2 separate regions of the Mus musculus genome follow, and region 2 is linked to region 1. Evidence: chromatin contacts called from public HiChIP or PLAC-seq data. All regions are on one chromosome and are shown on one strand. Each heading gives the region's core, a stretch centred on a gene start, on an enhancer-like site or on the middle of the called end of the contact. The rest is flanking DNA. Distances are from core to core; before and after follow the strand shown. Region 1 holds the start of Snn (stannin). Region 2 has its middle 9.6 kb from the start of Gm4262.

Region 1 (4,338 bases), core at 1,347-3,846:
AGCATTATTTTCCTTGCTACTTTGTAACTGTAGTTTTGCTACTGTTATGAATCACAATGTAAATATCTGTGTTCCGGGTGGTCTTAAGTAACCACATATGAAAGTTTTGTTCTACTCCCAAAGGGGTTGTAACCCATAGGTTGAAAACCAAGGTAATTCTTTATGCTTGGGGTAAGGTAGGTGGTAACAGGGAAGCAGAACCCAGAGGATGCTGGGATGCCCTGCATCTGGCTTGTACAACCCTCTGCATAACCACTGACCACCCCATTTCATTCACCAAGGCCCATGGGTCAGGCATAATTTAACCCAGCTGAGGGAAGTTCCAGGACCACCTCAAAGCTATGCCATTACATCCACCTTACTCCTCTCTACTTGCCTTGATCATCCCATTCTGCTTATGAGGAAACTGAGGCACAGGGTCAGACCACAGACCATCCCACGTACCCTGTTCGGGAGCAGCTGCAGTGACAACTTTTAGGTGAGCACTGGTCAATGTGGGTCTGGGCACACCACAGCCAGTTCAGTCTGCAATGCTGAGAATTGCTGGGCCTGGTTTCTCAAGGCCCAGACCAATGGGTAACTGGTCCTAGAACACACTGGTCTCAAAATGACATACAGTGTGGTGACCTCTGGGCAGAGGTCTCCTAAAATTCACACTCTCCTTTAGGTCTTCCTTGGAAAGGCGTCTGTTATCCCTACCTCTTCATGGGATCCCAAAGCTAACCTTTCACCCCACCCAGAAGGCAACAAGGCAGGCCAGGTTCTCACCACTCTTATCCACAGCAGGCTGTTCTTAATGTCTTGCCTTTTTCTCTGTAACTTCTTGTACCTCAGGGCACAAAGCCTGGCCTGGACCCATGTCACAAATAGCCTCTTCTCTGGGGACATCCTCTGCCTACTCATCACTTAACTGGGCACATCACCAGTGCTATTGTACTCAGCTGGGCACCACTCTGCCACTCCATCCAAAGCTTCCACCTCCCAGGGCCTCCAAGGCAGTGAGAAATACTGCCCTGCTTTCAGGGCCAACTAACATCCAGGGGCTTCCTGCACTGCTCCATCCTCCAGCAAGGCCACCTTCCAAGTGTCCTCTTCAGGGGACCCCAGACCAGAAGTATTTCCTGCTCAGGGTTCTGCTTGGTCAAACCCCAAAGGCACCATCACCGAGGGCTTCTGCCATCCAAGAGCTTAGATGGAGGACCAACAGCAACAGGAAAGAAAAGGGAACATCTATCATGGCTGTGCCCATTGTCCTCTCCCCTCCCCTTCCTCCTCCAGAAGAGAAATCTGCTCCAGATGCCACCCTACTCCCAGTTCTTATGCCAGGAAAGGAAACTAAGACTAAGAAGTTTGGGAACTGCCCGAGGTGAGCTGCAATCTCATAGTCCAAGCCTGAATTCTGCCCCCACTCGTCAGGGTCCCATCTGGCCATACAACTCTGGCGGTGATATAATAGTCGATGCTGAAAAGTTCCTTGATGCCACACTTTTGAGCTCCAACATCTCATGTGGATCTCTCCAAAACTTCTGCATCAAAACAATCCTAGAACCGAATGACTGCTCTTCCTACTTGACAAATAATCTGTAGCTTAGAGAAGTTAACTCGGTCCCCAAGGTCACACAGTTTAAAAAGTGGAGGTGCAGATACCCAGGAAGCCCCGATCCTAAATAACCGATTTCAAACCTGATTCTAAAACGTCATATGTCTGACCTGTCTTCTTTCTCCTGAAAGCTGAGCACAATGAGTCTGTGTTTGACCCCTCCTTAGGAGATAGTCTAGGTGACCTGGGTCGAGAGGACTGGACACTAATGACAAGCGTCCCAGCAGCTCCCGCGTGCTGAGCGCGGGCGGTGTGCAGGCGCGGTGCCAGGCGACGCCGCGTCTCTCCCACTCTATCGAAGGAGCAAGGCGAGGCGCTAGGGAAGTAGGGGCCTGTTCAGGGGGCGACAGCTGAGGAGGAAACGACAGCTGAAGACAAATCAAGTCCGCCTGACCCCAGTTTTTTTCCCTGGGGGGGGGGTCCCAGAGACCCATTCAAGCCCACGCCGCGCAATCACTGCCGACCCGACCTGGGACCAAACGCTGCGGCTCAGCCTCAGTCTCCCCACCAATGAAACGAGCGCCAGATTTTCCCTGGGCCCCCGTTCCCCTCGATCCCATCTTGACCACGCTGGGGCGCTGCCAGGAACCCCGTCAATGCGGAGTGAGTGTTCCGGGCAGCCCGGAGGATCCGCGCAGGACATAGAACCGTGGGTCACGGAGAGGGGCAGATGCCCAGCCAAGCAGCCTCCGCCCCCCGCTACCTCCTTTGTCCCAATCCCGCGGCGGAGGACAAAGAGCCCCCGCCCGCGCGCGGCATCTGCCGCGCCGACCCGCCAGCGCCGCACCCCGATCCATCCGGCGCGTCCCTTCCCCCTACCCGCCTGCTCTGCCCATCCCTGCTGACCATGTCGCGGCCCGCAGTCCTGTGCAATTAGCCAGCAGCAGCCCCGCCGCCCCGGCTCCGCCTGCGCGCCAGCCGGGTCGGCCGCGGAGCCCTCGCCAGACGCCAGAGCCCGATCAGCAGGGGGCGAGGTGCTTGGGCTCCGCCCTGATTGGGGGCGGGGCGCTCTGGTGCGACCAACTGGAGATCGCGCTGGGACGGCGGGGCGGAGCGGAGCGGGCTGGGTGGAGTCACGTGCGCTCTGGGCCCGGAGGCGCACAATGGGCAGAGGGAGTGTAAGCAAGGGGGTGGGTAGTGTTTCTCAGCTGGCGGCTCCCGGAGCTGGGGCAGAGAAGGCGGGAGGCCAGGCTTCCTTGAGCGCTTATTGGGTGCCGGCAGTACTGGGCCTGCGCCTGGCGTCCTCTTTCTTCGAGGGTCAACCCAACGACAGAGGGGAAACTGAGGCGCACAGCGGTAAGAGTGTGATACACCGCCCGGAGATTACAGGCAGAGACGAATGATTTTCTTTCCTTTTCTCATCTTTTCTTTTCTCTTCTTTTCTTCCTTCCTTTTTTCCCCTTCAATTCCATCATTATCCTTTCATCTATCCACCCTTCTGCACTGATCATGTATCTTGCTGCGCCCTTGAGCCACTAGCCAGACAAACCAGGTCCTGTCCTCAGGGATGCGGACTCAATAACCTCTTAGTTAAGCCTTCACCAAGTGCCGTACTCTGTTCAGTCCACTCAACAACATCAAAAGAACGCCAAATAAAAACATACCGACCCATTTGACATGAGGAACTCAACACTCCAGAAGACTTAAAATACTCTGATGTGCTGTCCTGGAGGCAGGATTTGAAGCTAGACACAACTGGCTAGGAACACAAAGGTGCTAATTGGTGTACTGACTGCCCCCCAAAAAGAGTCTGAGAGAGGATGGGACACTCCGTGATGGCCACCAGGAACTCCACAAAGAGTTTGAAGACCTCTGAGGCCCAAGGTACTTGGGAAGCCAGGAAGAAATAACTTGGTTGGGGCAGATAAGACTGGGATATCCCCCTGGGAGCTGGGAAGCTAGGGACTGCTAACTTTCTTAAGGTCCTGCACACAAGCTGAAGTGTGGGAACTCCCTCACTTCACCTCAGCAGAGTGATTCCCCTCCATACCTCTCATCCTTTGGCCCATGTCATTTCTTTTATCTTAAACGTTCTTCCACACCATCTTTCAGATCTCAGCTTCACACCCTTGCTCTCTTTCCCAGTCAATGGACTTTCATGTCCATTGGGAAATCGTGTTTTCTAAGGGCATCTCATTAGCTTTCAGTCTCCGTTTCAGGACTAAGACTGAATCGTTCACTGGTGAGCCTACAGAACAGTCAGTACACAGTAGGCTCTTTATAAGATATAATGAATGAATAGTAAGATGGCAAGGCTGTCTCTGCTGCTGAAGGACTGGGCTGAGGAAGTAAGCTGGCTTTGGTGTAGAGAGGCAGAAGGAAGCAGGGCTCTGGGCCAGCTGCCGTAGAGCCTAGAGCCTGATGGCTCTGAACAGCTCCTGTTCACAGACCTGCCCATCGCTGTGCGTCCTCAGAGCTCCTGCCTCTCATTAGTGGTCTAGGCCTGGAATAGGTAGGTCCAGAACTCCAGAGCTGGGGCTGGCAGGGAGATAAACACGAGCAGGTATATATATGACTGAGGGGAGGACGTGGGGAGAGGTGAGCAGCATACCACAGAAATGACTTCAAATCTAGCCTTGCCTACTGGAGGGCTAACCTAACCTCTGTGTCTCACTTTTCCTCATCTGAAAAATGGGGTCATCAGCAAACAAACCTCATGGAACTGGGAACCCATCAAGTAATGGGCACAGGGGAAGGACGCCTACCTGCTCACTGGTTACCTTACTAACATGGGTAAG
Region 2 (4,525 bases), core at 1,506-4,005, 48 kb after region 1:
AACTTTTTTAAAAAGATCTATTTCTAACACCCCTATTAAGAGCCATCTCACCAGCCCCCCTCATAAACTTAAAGGATGTAACTCCTGTAGACCCTCTGGTGGCTAGTAGTACCTGTGGTATTTCAGGGGATGGGGTCTGGTTGGCTCCTGACTCAAACCTAACAGGAGGGGAGAGGGAGTGGAAAAGCAGCAGAGACACCCACTTCCACCTTCACAGGAGGCATGCCTTGTACCTGCCCGAGGGCCTGGCTGCCTACATTTGATTTTCCTGGGCTGAAGCTTAGAAATCAGAGGAGTCAGGGTCTCCACCCAGGACGCAGGGTTTGGCACCATAGCCTGGAGTTGGGGGTGCACATGTGTGATAGTCACGTGAGTGGGCAGTGGTGCATGGTCCACCCAGGACCTCCTGTGGTGCCTGCACCGAGGTCCCTGAATCACTGCTATGACTACACCTGACCACGTCTAGCTCTCTGTACCCTGCTGGAGTGCTGGCCAGCTTCCCACTTGTGTATTTGCCTGGCTCTGTCTTGTTTCGTTTTGTTCTGAAATTTTATTTATTTTTGTGCATATGAGTGTTTGGCATATGTATTTATGAATCCCTGGCCCGTGGAGATTAGAAGAGGGCGTCAGGTTCCCTGGAACAGGAGTTACAGATGGTTGTAAGCCACCATGTGGGTGCTGGGAATTGAACCTGGGTCCTCTGCAAAAGCAACCAGTGCTCTTAACCACCAAGCCATCTCTCCAGCTCTTTATTTCATTTTATATTGTTTAATTTGAACTCACAATTAAAGTTTGGAGAATGTGGGGCCAGTTAGATGGCTTAGTGGGAAAAAAAAATCAGGGGCTCACTGACCTTCCTCCCCAGAGTAAACAGACTTCATCTGAACAGCCATTGACTTCTCAGCTTCTCCTCCTGGCTCCCTGGTAAGCCTGAGAGTGCATCTCAGGATCTGGAACATTTGGTTATAGGGCTAGGGGCCCATGAAGGCCCAGTGAGCGTGGGAAGAGAGGTGGGGAAAGACAAGAGCTGAGCCAGGCCTGATGGTGCACTCCTGTAATCCCAACACTCAAGAGGTGGAGGCAGGGGGATCGGAAGTCTACCTGCCTCTGCCTCCTGAGTGCCAGGATGACAGGCGTGTTCCATCACACCTGGCTTTGAAAGGTTTGCTTTCATTACCTTGGATCATATATATGTATGTATCTGTGCATCTGAGGCCAGGTGCTCACGGGGGTAGAGGCACCAGGTCCTCTGAAGTTACAAGGTGGCTCTGAGCCACCAACAGGGTCCTCCAGACCTTGGTGATACATGCACATACTGCTGCAGGGACTTGCCCTGACTGGGCTCTGTGAGAATGTGAAGAAATGACAAACACAGGCAGACACAAAGAGAAGCTGGGTTGGGTGGAAGGGGCGGGGTTACTACATACAGGTAAATAAGGAGGCAGTGTTTATGCTGTACAGAAGAATCATGGTAGAACTCACAGTGCGGGAGCACTCACAGAGCAGGAGCACTCTTCAGGCATCTGCGGTGCTGCTGTGGTGCTCATTATCTGTACACAGGATCAGCATTTGTACTTGGACCAGAGAGGAAAGCTTTGCCGTTTTCTCCAGTGGCAACAGCCTTGCTGCTCCTTTGCTCTTTACTAAGGTTGAGATGTCAAGAGTAGCCTCCCAACTGGGCATTTCATCCCAGCACTTGGGAGGCAGAGGCAGGCAGATTTCTGAGTTCAAGGCCAGCCTGGTCTACACAGAGAAACCCTGTCTCGAAAAACCAAAAAAAATAAAAAAGAGTAGCCTCCCCCAGGAAGCTTTCCCTGACTGCCAGCCCCCAGGGGCTTCTGAAGCACCCTCATCAGGAGACCTCCCAGGAACCAATGTCCAGCCAGAGGGCTCTTTTACCAGGTGTGGCTCCCTGGCAGAGCCAGTGCCTGCCCTAGAGAAGGCCCTCCGTTCTGTCCCCAGCACTGTAAAAGCCCAAACAGCTAAGAACTTGTTGGGCTGCTAGAGGCACTGGAGTCAGGGTCAGAGCCTGGGGCTGGGCAGCCCTCACATGCTAGGCTGGGCCTCCCATCCTCTACAGGCCAAACAGACGCGGAACAGTGGACAGCAGAGACAGGAGGTTTATAGGCGATGAGGCCATGTCAGGAAGAGGTGACTTCCCCAACCTCCAGGTTCCTTCAGGATCCTGACCCAAGGGTTAGGTTTAAATGCCTGCGTGGCTGAGCATCTCTGAGCATCTTGGCCCCAGGACCTCATGAAGGTGGTCTGACAAGTTCAGAACCACGTAAAATCTCTTCCTGGGAGACAAGTTCCTCAGGCTGCACCCGCATCGGCCCTTCCTCCCACCAGAAATTCCTGGGGAAATTCCAGTTTGGGGGTGGGGGGACCATTGTTCAATAGTCTGACAGCCAAAGGGGCTGGAGCAGTGTTTTGGGTGGCTCCTGTCTGGTTGCCACAGTAGCTCCTGGGAGGAAGGCTCTGATGCTGCTCAGTGCAGAACAGCTTTTGTAGCTAAAAGTACCCCAGCGTGCCTCCAGAGACCAGGGCTGCAGGCTTGAGAAGCCACTAGGAGGGCAGCTCAGAGCTATCAGCTGAACGTTTGGATCTAGCCTGGCTTCCAGTGGAATTGTAAACATGTCCTTCTGTCCCTCTCAGGGTTAGCATCACAGAGATGTGGGTGTGACGACTAGGGTGTGGCCTGCTGAAGCTTGGGGGCCAGACCTGGGCTTATTACCATCCCGTTTCCCTTGTGTCCAGAGACAGGGAGGAGCCTGCCCTCTCCAGTGGATTCCCCACAAAAGCCCCCGAATGCCTGTGTCACATGTATCCTGCAACGTCACATGACCTGACTTTCAGAAGCAGCCCAGGGTGGAAGTCTGGGCTGGGCAGAACCTACGAAAGATTGGCTTCAGAACAAGTGGTGTCTTCTGTCTCAGACTCCTCATCCTTCCCTGTTGATGCCAGGCATTAACCACCTTTTGTGACTGGCCACCTGGTGACTCTACAACTATCAGGGGAAGGAATGAGCCCACAGAGAGACTCGTGTGTGTGTGTGTGTGTGTGTGTGTCTGTGTGTGTGTGTGTTGCTGTCTCCACAACGTGGGGGAGTGGGACTTTGTTCTTAATTAGCTGCAGATTTACAGGTATTTCCTGGCAAGGTTAGATTCCTCAGCTATGCCTAAATGTCTGATGGGCAGCAAATGGCTTTTTAAGTGTATTATATGTCACATGGAGGCAAATGTGGTACTAGAAATTGTTTATCTGACCTTCAGATTGAGCTAGATATTGATAAGTTATCTCCACTAACTAAATGAGCCAATTTAGACCAAATTAAATGTAAAAGCAGCTCTCTGTTAAGTTCACTGACCACATAGGAGGGAGTCAGTGAAATCCCCATACTGAGGGAGACAGAGGGGAAGGGAAGAGAAGAGAAATCATGGAGAGAGACAGAGAGAGAGAGAGAGAGAGAGAGAGAGAGAGAGAGAGAGAGAGAGGAAGAAGAAGAAGAAGAAGAAGAAGAAGAAGAAGAAGAAGAAGAAGAAGAAGAAGAGAAGAAAAAGAAGAAGAGGAAGAAGGAGGAGGAAGAGGAGGGGGAGGGGGAGGGGGAGGAGGAGGAGGAGGAGGAGGAGGAGGAGGAAAAGAGAGGAAAGGAGAGAAGAGGAGAGAAGAGAAGAAGAGTAATGCAAGCCGGGCGGTAGTGGCACACGCCTTTAATCCCAGCACTTGTGAGGCAGAGGCAGGCGGATTTTTGAGTTTGAAGCCAGCCTGGTCTACAAAGTGAGTTCCAGGACAGCCAGGGCTACATAGAAAAGCCCTGTCTCGAAAAAACAAACAAACAAACAAACAAAAAACAAAAGAAGGTGGAGGAGGAGGAGGAGGAGGAAGAGGAAGAAGAAGAGGAAAAGGAAGAAGAAGAAGAAGAAGAAGAAGAAGAAGAAGAAGAAGAAGAAGAAGAAGAAGAAGAAGAAGAAGAAGAAGAAGAAGAAGAGTGATGCAAAGGTGAGGGCAGGAAAAGCAAACTAAAGTGCTAAAGTGTCTGGATTATTTAGGAGGGAGTGTCTGGGTGAGAGGAAGCCCAACGAGAGGAAGGTTCTGTGTAGATGTAAGGGTGTGCCAGCCAAGCCCCATAACAGGTAGGGACTGAGGAATGCTGGGAGAACTTTGGTATGTTAAATATGCACCTCAGTTCCTTGTCCCTGGTCTGACTCACAACATCCCAGCCTTTTGTCGATAATAAATGAATAAGAATGACATAATCGTCTATGACTACTTCCTGCTGACGTTGGGGCATTGTTATTGGGGGCCCAAAATCTGGAATGCTGGCCAAGGTTGGTAAGAGTTGGATGCTGTCCAAGTTCTGCAGGACCATCTGGGTCTAGGGATGTAAAGGCCCAGTTGGAACTCTTTGTGAGGCTAGACTGGAGCACCTGTGGGTAACTGCTTCGGAGTTGCCCTGGATGCAGGTCTCCAGGAAGCACTGGGACTTGATAGGATGCTGGGGCAGATATATATGTTAGGGGTAGGA

Evidence for each region. HiChIP or PLAC-seq counts read pairs in DNA pulled down with a chosen protein or histone mark.
Region 2: a contact with region 1 is called in an HNF4G HiChIP or PLAC-seq map of pancreatic cancer cells. The contact joins the enhancer-like site here to the promoter of Snn in region 1. A contact is called at or near these places in 2 of 39 promoter capture datasets (macrophages and neural stem cells), 1 of 15 datasets of contacts at CTCF or cohesin (the NIH/3T3 cell line), 4 of 484 Hi-C or Micro-C datasets (cardiomyocytes, embryonic stem cells, muscle stem cells and 1 more), 12 of 115 datasets of contacts at active chromatin or transcription factors (the SCID.adh cell line, bone marrow-derived macrophages, effector CD8 T cells and 7 more) and 2 of 9 other capture datasets (adipose tissue and pancreatic islet).

What each region holds. Positions count from the first base shown.
Region 1 is chr16:11,064,556-11,068,893 of GRCm38.p6, reverse strand. Snn (stannin) reads right to left here and starts at 2,596. Exons shown (of 2, transcript NM_009223.3): 1 at 2,447-2,596. It overlaps Gm9861 (a long non-coding RNA gene), which reads left to right and starts at 2,626. Exons shown (of 2, transcript XR_003951968.1): 1 at 2,626-2,896.
Region 2 is chr16:11,016,266-11,020,790 of GRCm38.p6, reverse strand. No RefSeq gene overlaps it. Among named protein-coding and RNA genes, the nearest start is that of Gm4262, 9.6 kb to the right of the region's middle. Within about 2 kb of position 2,755, at least 40 of the 459 cell types and tissues checked have an H3K27ac peak or open chromatin away from gene starts, as enhancers often do. A contact at or near this core is called in macrophages, pancreatic cancer cells and trophoblast stem cells, where this site is marked.